Linked DNA regions of Sus scrofa: regions 2 and 3 are each linked to region 1. A link is a contact called in public HiChIP or PLAC-seq data. All regions are on one chromosome and are shown on one strand. Each heading gives the region's core, a stretch centred on a gene start, on an enhancer-like site or on the middle of the called end of the contact. The rest is flanking DNA. Distances are from core to core; before and after follow the strand shown. Region 1 holds the start of BAK1 (bcl-2 homologous antagonist/killer). Region 2 holds the start of LEMD2 (LEM domain-containing protein 2). Region 3 holds the start of WDR46 (WD repeat-containing protein 46).

Region 1 (4,552 bases), core at 1,146-3,645:
GCTGGGACTCAGACCCAGGCCGCCTTCCTCTGGCCTTCCCTCAGATTGCTCCTGCCCTTCTGGGCCCTGTGCCCAGAGGAGTCAATTCTGTCCATGTCTGGTACCTCCCCTGCCTGTGGCCGCCACACTCACCGTCAAGCAGACACTCCTCCTCCTCTCTGGCCAAGGCCTTGGGGCTGACCTCCAGTGGCCCCGCAGCCCTCTGCAGGCATCCTTGATCCACCTCCAAGGCTTGGGCAAAGCGGCCCCTGATCCCAAAGCACAGTCAGGTGGAAGTGGCAGGTGCAGCCCAGAGATGCGGTGGAAGCCCCCCTAACCCCCCACCCCAAGGTTCTCCCACAGGCCCCACTTAGCCTACTCCCCCCTCCTGCACAGCCCTCTGGGGTCCATCAGAGAGATGACGATGCTCCCCCAAAGTAAAGGGAGGGGCGCCAAGTCCAAGTGAACTTGGAAACCAGAAGAAGGGGGAGGGGAGACAGGGAAGGGGGCCCATAAAGGAGCTGGGGAGCACTGGGACCCTGCTCACCCTACACACACCCTTCCCAGGGCCCGGCCTGTCCTCCTGTCCTTTGGGGACCTCCATCCCCAAGCCCTCACTGGTGGAGGACCCAGTCTGCTTCCCCACCCCCACCTCTCCAGTCCTTCTCCCATTCGGACCCTCCCAGCTCAGGCCCACACCCTCCCTTCTGCCTTCCAGGAGGCTCCCAGGTCCCTGCTGCCCAGAGCCCACCTCTCACCTGTCTGAGGTCCCCGTGTCCCCCAAGGCCGCGCCTGCCACCTCCTCCTCTTCCCTTTCGTCCATCTCAGACAGGCTGCCCAGCGCCTCCTGGCCTCCTCTGCGTGGATCTGACCTTACTTCTACACCCCGGGCCACCACCCTCAGGACCTGCACAGGGGTGGGGGTCTGGGCCCCCGCATCCCCTAGCTCCAGCCCCGAGGGACTAGTTCGTGGCAGGGCCACAGCGAGGGTACAGGGCAGCGAGGCAGGTGGCCAGGATTCCTTCTGCCCCGCTGCTCCGTGACAGCCAGTCATCAGGGGGGTGGCGTCCTGCTCTTGCAAGGGGCACGGCTGACCCCCCACCAGGGCCTGGTCTGAGCTCTCTGGGCTGCCCTTGCCCCCCACCAGGCTACGGAAAAGGCGGAACATGGACGAGCGGCCCAGATTATGGGCCCGAGGGGTTGGGGCTGGGGCCTCCATCCTGAAGGGGACCTGACTCAAGAGGGAAGGGCCGCAGCAGCTACTGGGACCAACTGCTTAAGAACAGAGGGGGTTGGAAACTTCCCAGAGTTCTAGAAGGCGAAGGCGGGTTGGGGGTGGGGGCAGAGTGTGCCCGGGGGTGGGGGTGGGGGTGTCAATGCAGCACCCCGAGGGTGGGGGTTGGCGAGGCTCCAGGAGACGCAGAGGTGGGGACCCCAACTCTGAGAATGGGGCACACAGCTCTCCCCACAGCCTGTCCTCCTCTGGCTGTGGCTGCTGGTCCAGGAGGGTGGGAGTGTGTGTCCTCCCACCCCTCCCTTCACAACCAGTCTCATCGGCCCTCTGCATGTCCACGTCTACCTGCCTATCACCTGCAGGGTTTCTACCTCTGCAGCCATCGAGGAGCTTGGTACACAGGCCTCAACTGTACGTGGAACTTCAATCTTTTTTTTTTTTTTTTTTTTTTTTTTAGGGCCGTACCTGTGGCACATGGAGGTTCCCAGGCTAGGGGTTGAATCGGAGCTGCAGCTGCTGGCCTATGCCACAGCCCCAGCAATGCAGGATCCTTAGCCCACTGAGCAAGGCCAGGGATCAAACCCACATACTCATGGATACTAGTCGGGTTCTTAACCTGCTGAGCCACAATGGGAACTCCGTGGAATCTCAATTTCATCTTATTATGCCCATGGCACTTACATGTCTGATTATAAACCCCGCTCAGTGACCTTGGCGGAGGTTCCTTAAAGCAGCCGAGTCCCAGTTCGTTCATCTGTAAAATGGATGTGGTCACCGCACCTACTTCCAAGGGTGGTTGAGACTGTTCAGTGAGGATGGTTTAAAGTGCCCAGCACTGGAGTTCCCGTCGTGGCGCAGTGGTTAACGAATCCGACTAGGAACCATGAGGTTGTGGGTTTGATCCCTGCCCTTGCTCAGTAGGTTAAGGATCCGGCATTGCCGTGACCTGTGGTGTAGGTTGCAGACGCGGCTTGGATCCCGTGTTGCTGTGGCTCTGTCCTAGGCCAGTGGCTACAGCTCCGATTGGACCCCTAGCCTGGGAACCTCCATATGCCGTGGGAGCGGCCCAAGAAATAGCAAAAAGACGAAAAAAAAATAAAAAAAAATAAAAAAATAAAGTGCCCAGCACACAGCAGGGCTTCACAAACCTCACCAGCCTGGCTTTCTTGCTGATACCGACGGACAGAAGTGGGGCAAGATCAAGGAGGAGGACAGGGAACCCGGGTGGGAAAAGCCGTGGGTGGGGACACTCGGCAGGGGTGGGAGCCGCGCTCTCCGCCCTGAGCCCAGCCCCAGCCCCGTGCTGCAGGCTTCAGCGGCTGCATCCGGCGGCCGCAGAGCAACTTCCTCTAGAGGGAGCTGATTGGAGCGGGAGCCGCCGGCACCTCTATGATCGCCAAAGCCTCGCGGGTCCCGAAGGCCGCGCTGGGACCAGCCCAGGCTGCATCCTGACACCAGGAACTCACTGGCGCCCGTCTCTGGAGGCCGAGCCTGGGTACCTTACCCTGGGAGTGGCCACTGGCCACTGGGATCACCGGCCTCCGCCCTGCTGAGCCAACCCAGGCCTGGGCCAGGGTCTGGGCAGGTAAGCCGGGAGGGTCCCGCCTGTGCTCCCCACGCCTGGGAGCTCCGGGCCGGGGGTAGGTGAGGGAGGCAGGGGGCTGGGGGGGGAAGGCCTCAGGCTCCCCCCAACCCCCGGGACTCCACCGAGCCCTGTTCGGGGCCTGATCCACCCGGGGCTCCCTCTGGCCACCCCTCAGGCAGCTTCCCCTCTCACCCTGGCCCTAGGGGCCCGAGAATCGGGTGTCAAAGAACCAGGCTCTTTAGCAGTCTGGGGGATGGGGGGGGAGGTCAGAGCCAAGGTCAAGGGCACGGGGAGAACTTACAGCCTCCCTGCTGCCCCAGGAGACCTAAGAGCGGTCTAGAGTCAGGCACCTCCCCTGGGGAAGCATCCTGGCCACCCTCCTCCCCTGGGCAGACCCCACAAGTGGGGAACTCAGAGTACCAGGAAGTCAGGTGCTTGGAGGGGGCAGGGGTAGACCCAGATCAGCAAGGCCTGGGGCCTTGGGGCTGCTCTGAGGCGCCAACTTCTCCCCAGCTCTGAGCCCGAGGGTGGCAGGGGTGCTGTCAGCATCCTCCAGCCCTGCAGTCCTGGGGGCACCAAGGGAGCCAGAAGGGCACCTTGTTCAGGAGGAGGCTGCTGGGATGGGTGCATGCCAGGCCAAGGTCGGTCTTCCCCAGGTGGCACTGGGTGGAGGAGGGGAGGCACAGGTGGTCCGGACCGTCCCCACCCTTCTTTCTGCTGCTTTCGAAAGTAGCCCCAGGCCTGAGAGGGAGGGGTGGGCGGGGAGGGTGCACTGACTGGTCCTCCCAGGGAGCTGGCCCAGGGTAGGGAGGGGCCTCCCTGGGGCGGGAGGAGGGACCTCTGCCTGGGTGATGGAGGCAGCTTTGGGGTGGAGGGAAGTGAAGGGGTGCAAACTGAAAGTGAAACAGCTCATGTCCAGGAAATACTCCCTCTGCAGAGGGTTTACAGAGCAGCCCAGGCAGCAGCCAGAACTGGGTGAAAAAGGAGAGTAGGGGCTGGAGACCCAAGGGCAAGGGGTGCATGTAGTTTTCTCAACTCCCCGTGAGAAGGGAGTGGGAAGAGCACAGGCAAACGGGGAAGCTGCCTTGGAAAGGACACTCTCTGAGGTCCATAAACTGGGAAATAAATCCGAGGAGTTCCCGTCATGGTTTAGCGGTTAATGAACCCGACTACTATCCGTCAGGACACGGGTTCGATCCCTGGCCTTGCTCAGGGGGTTCCGAAACGAGTGTTGAGTGGAGGATGGGCTCCTGGAAGCTCAGACAACCAACCGGACTCCTGGACTAGCACGTGGCCTTGGCACTGACTTCTCTGTGCCTCATTCTTCCCACCTGGAAAGTGGGTATGACCGTGCTTACCCTGTGGCTAGGTCAATTTGCTCTGTGTCCGGCACCCTGGGGAGGACTCCTCTGTACGTGCTGGAAGTTTACCACAGGCACTCAGGAGGGTTTGCGGCTCACAGGCCTGACATGGAAAACAGGTGTGTTCTGACTGGCCAAGGGGAAGTGGGACCTGCAGGGCTGGCCTTCATGGGTCACTGGCTGGAAGGTGGCAAGTCTGCCGTAGGCGTGTGCTGGGGAGGGAGCAGCAGAAGGAACCTCAGCCTCTGAAATTCACCTCACGGGCCCAGGAGTGGGGTGAAACACGACCAGAGACCCACCCCTCCCGGGGCTGACCCCGGGGTGGGAATCTTGGCCGCTGGCCTTTCCCAACCCCGCCTCCCTTGAAGAACTGCCAGGAAAATACTCAGCAAG
Region 2 (4,552 bases), core at 1,332-3,831, 180 kb before region 1:
GCTCAGTGGGTTAAGGATCCGGCGTTGCCATGAACTGTGGTGTAGGTTGCAGACATGACTTGGATCCTGCGTTGCTGTGGCTCTGGCGTAGGCCAGTGGCTACAGTTCCGATTACACCCTTAGCCTGGGAACCTCCATATGCCATGCATGCGGCCCTAAAAAGAAAAAAAACAAACAAAAAAACCCCTAGAGTGGGTAACAGTGCCTTGAGGGCGCAGAGTGTTGACGCAGGCGCTGAAGGGTCATCAATTCTGGGAGGGTGGGCAGAGTGGGTGATGGGTTCCCAGGAGAACCGAGACACACCCCCCCACCAATGTGGCGGTTCAGCATGGAGACCTGCTTCAGACATGGGTGCAGCCCAGCATAAGAGCTGCACCCTCTCAAGTTGGGCAGCAGGAAACAATGGCCTGCGGAAAACAACTGCCTGCCAAGCTTAGCCACCTACAAGGATTAACCGCCCTCTGTCATGGGCGCCCCTGCCCCCTCCCTTGACCTTCCCCTCTTTCTTTGTTGATCCTGCCACAAGTTCCCTGCTAGGAACACCAGCCACAGTTCCTTTACAAGCCTAGCATCTCCTCACAGTCGGGGCTGGTGCCATCTTGAGCTCAGCCCCGTCCCCCTCTGATGCCTTAATAAATCTCTCTTGCTTTGCTAACTTGGCCTTGCACGTTCCTCCCTCAGCAAACCTAACAGCAGGGAGTTCTGGAGAAAAGAGACCGGAGACCTGGGAAGACCCTGGACTCCTGAGAGTTTTTTCTGCTTTTTTCAGTCTGATCATGAGGCTTCTCTTCAGAGGGGGAAGAAGGGAAGTAGCGAGTGGTGGTGCATTACACCGGCACCCAGCCAGACAAGGCCAAGGACTGCCTAGTCACTGCCACCATGAAGGCAGAGGTGGGCCACCTGGGGTGGGGTGGGGGGAGCACTGCACTGGATGGGTTCTAGGCTGGAGCCACAACAACAGGGCTGGGTGGGGCTGGGGGAAGGCTGGGGGGTCACTTGGGGCTTGGTGTGTACAGCAGCCCAGACCCCCAAACCCAAGGAAGACTGACAAAACCCACACTGGGGACCCCTGGGGGTGGGTTCTATTCAGTATGTTTTTAAATCGCCCCAAACCCACTGCATTGAAATAGACCATAACTCTGCCAAATGCTGCAAGGTGAAGTCTGTTTAAGCATCAGTTTCAAGCCCTCTTAGAATTCACAGGGCCGGTATTGATGCTGAAAGGCTCATTCTTTATATATTGAACTGCACAGCTGCAAGGAGTTGCACAAATGTTACCAACCCATTTGTCATGCAAACAGTGCTTCAGAAAGAAATAAAATACTATTATGTGGTATATGTGTTAGGCAATCACTATATCAAATTCATGGCATTCCGTGCAAACACTGGCAGAGAAAAAGAAAACAACACTTGGTGAGAGAAATCGCACCACATGGGAGCAGCTAAGTCAGGGGTGATGGGGAGGCTACCTCGGGAGGCTGACCAAGCCCAGGCTGTAATTTTACCCGCAAGGTGGCCAGTGATAAATGCGCCGATAGAGCAAGGGGCGGGAATGCAAACGCTGGCAGAGACCTTGCCCAGGACGGGTTCAAAGGGACGGTAGGGGAGGCGGGGAGATTGCGGGAAGGAGCGACCTGCACTGGAGGTAGAAATGGAATGGAACCCTTGAGGCCGACAGTAAGTGTTTGAGAAAGGCAGTCGATGAGGAATGCGATGAGGAATGCGGAGGCAGAAGGAAGCCCACGACACATAGCCTTATTCCATTTGTCATCACGCCCCATGACTCCCGCAGCTGCAGCGGCTTCTCTGCCGAGAGCCTCGGGAAGCACACAGCGCAGGCTCCACGCGGCACCAGTGTCAAGTGTAAACACCCGGGCACACGTGCCAGCCACGTTCCGAGAACATATCACCTCTCCTCATCCTTGCCTCCTGGAGGCTGGAAATGTCAACTGGATACGAACGCACGTCTAATGGTGCAGCTGGGAGCGAGAACTCTTAACTCTACACTTCTCTCCTTTGAAAACCCCACCGCTGGCCACGCGGCCTCCTCCCAGGGGCACACTGCTCCTCTGCCCACGATGGGACGTCCCTGGCTGAGGGCGGGGCCCGCAACGCCGGGGCTTTGCGAGGCGTGAGCACAGCTGGGGTCCACTCCCCGACCCAGAACCCCTCCCTGAGCGCGCTGGTCCCCAGACAACCGGAGCAAGGGATTTTGCAAGCCACTCTCTGCATCAAGTAATTCATCCGTTAAAACAACGTGACTTATTACTCAATAAGTACTATGGAAAGGGACTGCGCAAGGGACGGAGGATTCAGAGATAAAGATCACTTGGTCTTACAGAGGAGAAGGACTGGGCAAAGTGAGGAATAAAAGAGGAAAACAAAAACAAAACCCTTCCAAACACTCAGACCTCCCCAACATGGCGACCTTAGAGGCGGAGTCTGGCCTCCCCTTCCCGGTTCGCCAATTAGGCAGGCGCAGACCTTCTCAACATGGCGTCTCGGAGGCGGGGTCTGGTCGCGTCATGGACGGCCCACTGGGCAGGCGCAGACCTTCCAAACATGGCGGAAACACCGCCCTTCCCATCATGGCGCGGGGCCCCGCCCGCTCCGCCGCGGCCGCCGGCGGGAACAGTTCCGGGTGCGGTGCTGTGAGCGCCGGGGCCGGGCAGGGGGCGGTGTCCTGGCCATGGCCGGCCTGTCGGACCTGGAGCTGCGGCGGGAGCTACAGGCCCTGGGCTTCCAGCCGGGACCCATCACCGACACCACCCGGGACGTCTACCGCAACAAGCTGCGCCGCCTGCGGGGCGAGGCCCGGCTGCGCGGCGAGGAGCGGCTGCGGGAGGAGGCCCGGGCGCGGGGCGAGGAGCGGCTGCGGGAGGAGGCCCGGCTGCGCGGCGAGGAGCGGCTGCGGGAGGAGGCCCGGCTGCGCGGCGAGGAGCGGCTGCGCGAGGAGGCCCGGCTGCGCGAAGAGGCGCCGCTGCGCGCCCGCCCGGCCGCCGCCTCCCTTCGGTCGGAGCCCTGGCTCTCCTCACCGGCCTCGGGCTCGGCCTACGCGCCTTCCGGGGCCTATGGCGACCTCGGGGTCTCCCCGCCCTCCTGGTCCGGGAGCCGCGGCCTCGCCTACTCCTCCCGCCCTGCGCCGCTCAGACGCCGCGCTTCGGCCCGGGGCAGCTCGGAGGAGGACGAGGACTCCCGGACGCCCGATAGGGCGGCGCCGAGCCCGGGCCACGGAGTCCGCCGCTGGTGGGCCTCGGCCCCGACAACGGCGCGGCCGTCCTCCGCCCTCTTCAGCCCCGACCCGCGCCCGGGCCTGCGACCGACGAGAGCGAGTCCCACGGGCGCGGCGCGGGCCCGGCCCGAGGTGGGGCGGCGGCTGGAGCGCTGGCTGTCGCGGCTGCTGCTCTGGGCCAGCCTGGGGCTGCTGCTCGCCTTTCTGGGCATCCTCTGGGTGAAGATGGGCCAGCCCTCGGCGCCGCAGGAGGCGCGAGACAGCAGTACGTCCCTGGCCGGCGCAGGGGAGGGCCCTGGTCGCGCGCGTGCCCCCCGGGACGACCCGTCCTCAGCGCCAGGCCGCACACCCCACACCTGTCAGATGCCTGTTAACCTCCAGACTGTGGCTCTCCTTCCTCCAGCCGTGGGAGGAGTGACCAGGATCCCTGGATCCGCAGTCATTTCTGTCACCTTTCTCCTGTTCGCATTTTCTGTCCCAGCTCTGCCTACTAATCTCCCTTTCAACCACGTGCTGGAAGCACCCTTTCTGGAGTCACTTTTCCTTTTCCCTCTCCAGAGCCAACCCTCTAACACATCCCTCTAACAGATCCACCCGTCCCTGCTTAGTTCTTTGATCCCTTCTGTTTTCTTGCTCATTCACACATCAGCGCCCATTGGAAGGCACCTTACGTGTCACTACTCAGGGATAGATCTGGTTGGGGACCCCACTTTGCAGCACCAGAAAGGCTGCACGCTCTACTTCTTTGGACCACAGGACTCATTTGCCAAAAGGAGGTTATTCTAGCCCTGCCCATGAGACAGGTGTGGAAGAACCTTTGAAAGAGTTTACAGTGATGTACACGGTGGCATCTGTCATTGTTTGCAGCGCCCTCATGGAGTGTGCCAAAAGAGAGTCCTGCATCTCAAGGGTGTTCCCAGCCATGCCTCTGTCCACACTTACTGGATAAGACACACCAATAAGAAAGCTGTGGGGTACTCTATGCTAACCAATAGTTTAGGATTTGTGTGTTTCCTAAAAGGGAAATTTGCTTCTCCCATAATTCCGGGCTCTAGTTGAATAAGAAACAGCATAGAAGTGATTTCTTTACAAATTTGAGCATAAAGTGATTCTGTAGTTCACCAAGTCTTTGTAGAGAATGAACATGACTAATACCGTTCCCAGCCTTGAGCCCAGGCCCCCTCTTTGCCTGCCTGGCAGGAGCAGCCAAAATGCAGGGAAATGCTAAATTGTCTTTGCTGTTGCAGCAGGTGGATATTTGGATGGATGAGTAGGTCTGCGGACGCAGGGGTCCCAGACTTGTGCCCACATCCCAATAAT
Region 3 (4,552 bases), core at 628-3,127, 160 kb after region 1:
GAGGACAAAGAAACGGAAGAACAACATTGTGGACAACGTATAAACATGGAGGACGTATGATATCAGAGCGTTAGGTGTTGAGATTTTAAATCAGTTTAAGCTACATTCAAGCAAATTCTAAGAAAAAAAGACTAAAACGAATTAGAGGGATGCCAGGGCTATTTTGAAGATGATGGGAAATCAGCAGGGAGGGTCCCCATGTTTCATTCTGGGGTCACAGCTTAGAAAATTCTGAGTTCAATTAAACTCACTTTACCCAAAACCACTGCATTGCAAATGCCCTTCTCATGTTTCCAACCAGGATAATGGAGACCTAAGGGCTGCATATACAGGAAAAATGAGATTTGAGATATTTCATATTTCAGTCTCAATAAAGAAGGCTTACTCGGCCTCAGAGTGCCCAGTTGCAAGAGTCTGGACCTGAGGGAGTCACAGAAGCGATAAACATATAAGGGGAGAAGGGACCAGGGGAAAAGGTGGAGATGATTACAACAGAAGTGGCTGGTGAGAAAACAGCCAGGTGTTTTCACATTTTATTCACTACAGTAGAGACCCTTGAGCTGCCTCATTCCCACCCCCTCCCTCCCCCCTCCACAGGGTCAGGCCTTCCCAGGAGCCCCTGCCTTGGCTGCCTGGGCCCGCTGGAACTCCTGCTGCAGCTGAGCCAGGGTCTCCCTCTGTTGCTCTGACTGGCGCTCCAGTTCCCGGAGTTGGGATTCGTATCGCTTACTGAGGAAGACAGAACACCAAAAACGGTGAGGTCTTAATGAGACTTACTGCTGAGGATGCTGAAGGCAGGAAGGAGATTGGTGGGGAACGTGAGATCCAAGGGAGGGAGGAGAAGAGGGGTTAAAAGGAAAGCGGCTGGAGGAACTGGGTGGTGGTGGTGGTGGGAACAGCTCTGGAAGCTACTCTACAAGGCTTTCTCAACACGTCTTCCACCGTGGCATGTCTGTCAGAAGGTGCTGGAACAAAGACTCACATTTCAGCTGTGATGTAGTCCAGCCTTTTCCCCACTGTGGCTCGAGCCTCTCCCAGCTCCTGTTTGACCAGCACGGGACCCAGAAGTTTAAAGACCACGTTGGATCCATCCAGCAGGGCCAGTTCCTGATGGAGGGGCAGGACATCTGTGATCAGAAACATTGCCAGGACAAGTTCCCTCCTCGCCCCACAAATCCTGTGCTCTCACCTCCTTCACGATATTATTTTCTGTTAGTTGTGCTTCTAGTTTCTGCCTCCCTGACATGGACTTACTCAAGTCTGGCGGGTGGGAGGGAAGACTTGATTAAAGACATCAGATATGCCACCCAATCCCTACCGTCCTGGTGAGAAATGGAGCGACAAGGACGGGAACACCATGGAGGTGGGGAAGGGGCACGGGTGGGATGGAGAGGGGCAGGACGCATCTTGTAAGGCTTCGGGTAGTGAGAGAACCGGGACAACCCCGTTCCCCTACCCTTCTGTAGCTGTTGATATTTCTCCACTTCTCCCTGTAGCTTCTTCTGGATCAGCTCAGCCATGGCGAGGACGAAACTCCGCGGGAAGAGGGAGAGGGGCGCTGGGTTGCACACTCTGGAAGGTACCCGAGCTCCCCTTTCCGGCCTGCGGAAATGACAGCCCTCTTGAGAAGCAGCCCCTCGGGGCACCGCAGTCTCCCCCCGTCCGAGATATCGACTCCACCCCTGCTCTAGGCGGCAGCGGGGGAAAAGAGACCCCAGAGCCCTCAACCGAACGCCTGCTCTATCTACTCACGTTCTTCTTTCAGTGTTGGTGAACCCGGAAGTAAACAGAGAATGCTGGGAAGAGACGGCGCCGGAAGCTCTCGTCTGACGCATGCCGGGAACTGTAGTTCTCACTTGTTAGACGAGTGGCGTTTTTCTAAAAGGCTGGACTCGGAACGTTCTAGGCAACATGCGGAAACGAAGCTGGAAAAAGGAACTGCACAGTCAACTTGAGTCCTGGCTCCGGACCACCTCTCTTTCATTACTCAAGCATAAACTGCCTCACGGGGGCGGGGCCAAGGTCTGCCCCCCACCTCACTGGAGAGAGCGCCCTCACCCAAGATGGCGCCTCGAGGGCTTCGAACCTGGGGCGGAGCTGATTGGATGAGGGCCGGAAGACTTCCGGGAGTTTTCAATCCGACTGTGGGACAGCTGAGAGGAGTTTGCACGTGTGTCGCGGTTCGGGTGGGCTTGATGGAGACAGCCCCCAAGCCTGGCAGTGATGTCCCGCCCAAGAAGGACAGACTTCAGGCCAAGAGAAAGGTAGAGACCTCCTTGGGTTGAAAGGAAAGTTTTTGGCTGAGGGGTTGGAGGGGCGGGGAGGAGGCAGCGGAATATCAGGGGTCCTGATCTGCCAGCAGAAACCTCGGCGATACTGGGAGGAAGAGACCGCTCCGACAGCTGCCGGAGCCTCTCCGGGTCCCCCTCGTAAACAGAAGAAGAATCGAGAGGCCCGCCCTCAGAAGCCAAAGAACGCTCCCATCCAAAAGAAGTCTCGGTTCCCCAAGAAGCCCCAGGTCCCAAAGAAATCCCAAGAATGGAGGAGTCCAGGCCCTCAGCGGAGCTTGTCTGGGGTGAGCCTGGGACCTTATACGGTGGCGAGGCAAGTCTCCTCGTGCTTTGAGGGTACGAGAGTTGGGATCAACCCGAGCCTGTTTACTAATTGCCCCATTCCTGTCCCAGGCCCAGGACCCGTTTGCAGGCCCCGCCCCTGTCCCTGTGGAGGTAGTTCGAAAGTTCCGTCGCATCGACAAATCCAAAAAGGTGAGAACCGGTCGGAGAGTGGGGAGGAGTTGCAGGCAGGGAGTGTCTGGGTGAGCTGGATGGAGGCGCGGTCAGGTGGCTCTCCTGTAACCCCCATACTCGCCCATTCCTCTCCCACCAATGATTGTAGCTGCCCCGTTCCAAGTCCAAAGCCCAAAGCCGGCTTGATGCTGCTGAAGCTGAGGAAGAGGAAATAAGCGTCAAAGCTGCTCGTTCTGAGCTGCTGCTGGCTGAGGAACCTGGGTAAGTGGACCGTAATGTGGGCCTCCCCAGCTCCTGGTTTATGAGGCTCTCATTTCTCACTTTTATGTTGATACACTGACTTCACATCGGAAAGCTGAATGCAACCCTGACATTCACTGGCAGGTTTCTGGAAGGTGAGGATGGGGAGGACACAGCAAGGATACGCCAGGCTGACATCGCAGAGGCTGTGGATATTGCAAGTGCAGCCAAGGTGAGCCTGAGGGTGTAAAAGGATCCAGCGGGCTGACTGGGGTGCAGAGCAGGATGGAAGTGGGGCTAGAAGAAAATATTACTGAAGGGACCCAATTTTTTTCTTTCTTTTTTTCTCCGCTATTCCCTTTTCCAGCACTTTGACTTGAACTTGAGGCAGTTTGGACCCTACAGGCTGAATTACTCTCGAACAGGGAGGTAAGGTTGACTTCCAGTGATTTGAACTAGGGTGTGGTTGAGTCTCCTTCATTGCTGCAGCCTTGCCCACCCCTGACGCGTTGTGTGCATGTTTGGGTGTGTATATACCTATGTGTACATACATGAGCGTACATTTGGGCTGTTGATGTGGGAGACTCTTGTGACCTGCTCGCGTGTGAGGGTGAGCGTGGAGGGAAGCTGGTGAGGGCAGACCTCAGAGGCAGGGTGCTCCCTGTACTGACACCCTGCCTGTCCTCCACCTCCAACAGGCACCTGGCTTTGGGAGGGCGACGGGGTCATGTGGCCGCCCTCGACTGGGTGACAAAGAAGCTTATGTGCGAGATCAACGTCATGGAGGCGGTGCGGGACATCCGGTCCGTGGGCTCTGGTGGTGGTGGTGGTGATGGCGGCGGCGGTGGGTGGTGAGACAGCCCATCCCCGACTGAGTGACTGCCAGTGACTCTCTGTCACCCCCACCACTCCTGCTCCTCCTAGGTTTCTGCACTCAGAGGCACTGCTTGCTGTTGCTCAGAACCGTTGGCTTCACATTTACGACAACCAGGGCATCGAGCTCCATTGCGTCCGCCGCTGTGACCGCATCACCCGGCTTGAGTTCCTGCCCTTCCACTTCCTCCTGGCCACGGCTGTGAGTGGCTGTGGAGCACAGGGCCGGGGTGGCAGCCCCCCATGAAGACTGATCCTCCCCTGGGACCCAGTAGAGGGAGCCCAGTGGGCAGCTGGGACTCATCCTTTCTCTCTCAGTCAGAGACAGGGTTTCTGACCTACTTGGACGTGTCAGTGGGCAAGATCGTGGCAGCTCTGAACGCCCGGGCTGGACGGCTCGACGTCATGACCCAGAACCCTTACAATGCCATCGTCCACCTCGGACACAGCAACGGTCGGTCCTTGGCTGAATCTTGATCGTCCTCCTGACCTGCTGTTCTAGATTTGTACTTAACAAGTCCCCGAAACTCAAACTGCCCCTTTACTTTCCTCTCGTGTTACCTCTTGGCCTCCAGTCCCCTCTTTCCCCAGTTTAGTTGCCTCAGCGCCCTCTTAGTAACTTGAGCTCTTCTCTGATATCCAGGGACTGTGTCTTTATGGAGCCCTGCAGTGAAGGAACCGCTGGCAAAGAT

What was found. HiChIP or PLAC-seq counts read pairs in DNA pulled down with a chosen protein or histone mark.
Region 2: an H3K27ac HiChIP or PLAC-seq map of skeletal muscle shows a contact between it and region 1, with 6 times the contacts expected there. The contact joins the promoter of LEMD2 here to the promoter of BAK1 in region 1. A contact is called at or near these places in 2 of 5 promoter capture datasets (fetal skeletal muscle and liver), 11 of 47 Hi-C or Micro-C datasets (embryonic fibroblasts, fetal heart ventricle, heart right ventricle and 6 more) and 2 of 2 datasets of contacts at active chromatin or transcription factors (alveolar macrophages and skeletal muscle).
Region 3: a contact with region 1 is called in an H3K27ac HiChIP or PLAC-seq map of skeletal muscle. The contact joins the promoter of WDR46 here to the promoter of BAK1 in region 1. A contact is called at or near these places in 1 of 5 promoter capture datasets (liver), 5 of 47 Hi-C or Micro-C datasets (alveolar macrophages, blood, liver and 1 more) and 2 of 2 datasets of contacts at active chromatin or transcription factors (alveolar macrophages and skeletal muscle).

What each region holds. Positions count from the first base shown.
Region 1 is chr7:29,813,188-29,817,739 of Sscrofa11.1, reverse strand. BAK1 (bcl-2 homologous antagonist/killer) reads left to right here and starts at 2,395. Exons shown (of 7, transcript XM_021098603.1): 1 at 2,395-2,798. It overlaps LOC100156231 (gametogenetin-binding protein 1-like), which reads right to left and starts at 1,690. Exons shown (of 7, transcript XM_005665887.3): 1 at 738-1,690; 2 at 133-248. The coding sequence starts at 1,198. It overlaps LOC102162214 (a long non-coding RNA gene), which reads right to left. Exons shown (of 4, transcript XR_002345648.1): 4 at 2,264-4,262.
Region 2 is chr7:29,995,106-29,999,657 of Sscrofa11.1, reverse strand. LEMD2 (LEM domain-containing protein 2) reads left to right here and starts at 2,581. Exons shown (of 9, transcript XM_005665892.3): 1 at 2,581-3,497. The coding sequence starts at 2,690.
Region 3 is chr7:29,650,892-29,655,443 of Sscrofa11.1, reverse strand. It overlaps WDR46 (WD repeat-containing protein 46), which reads left to right and starts at 1,877. Exons shown (of 15, transcript XM_005665882.3): 1 at 1,877-2,264; 2 at 2,360-2,575; 3 at 2,685-2,765; 4 at 2,896-3,008; 5 at 3,132-3,219; 6 at 3,355-3,416; 7 at 3,686-3,790; 8 at 3,912-4,062; 9 at 4,179-4,314; 10 at 4,504-4,552. The coding sequence starts at 2,064. PFDN6 (prefoldin subunit 6) reads right to left here and starts at 1,765. Exons shown (of 5, transcript NM_001185179.1): 1 at 1,753-1,765; 2 at 1,457-1,602; 3 at 1,190-1,260; 4 at 983-1,107; 5 at 499-729. The coding sequence starts at 1,520. The coding sequence ends at 600.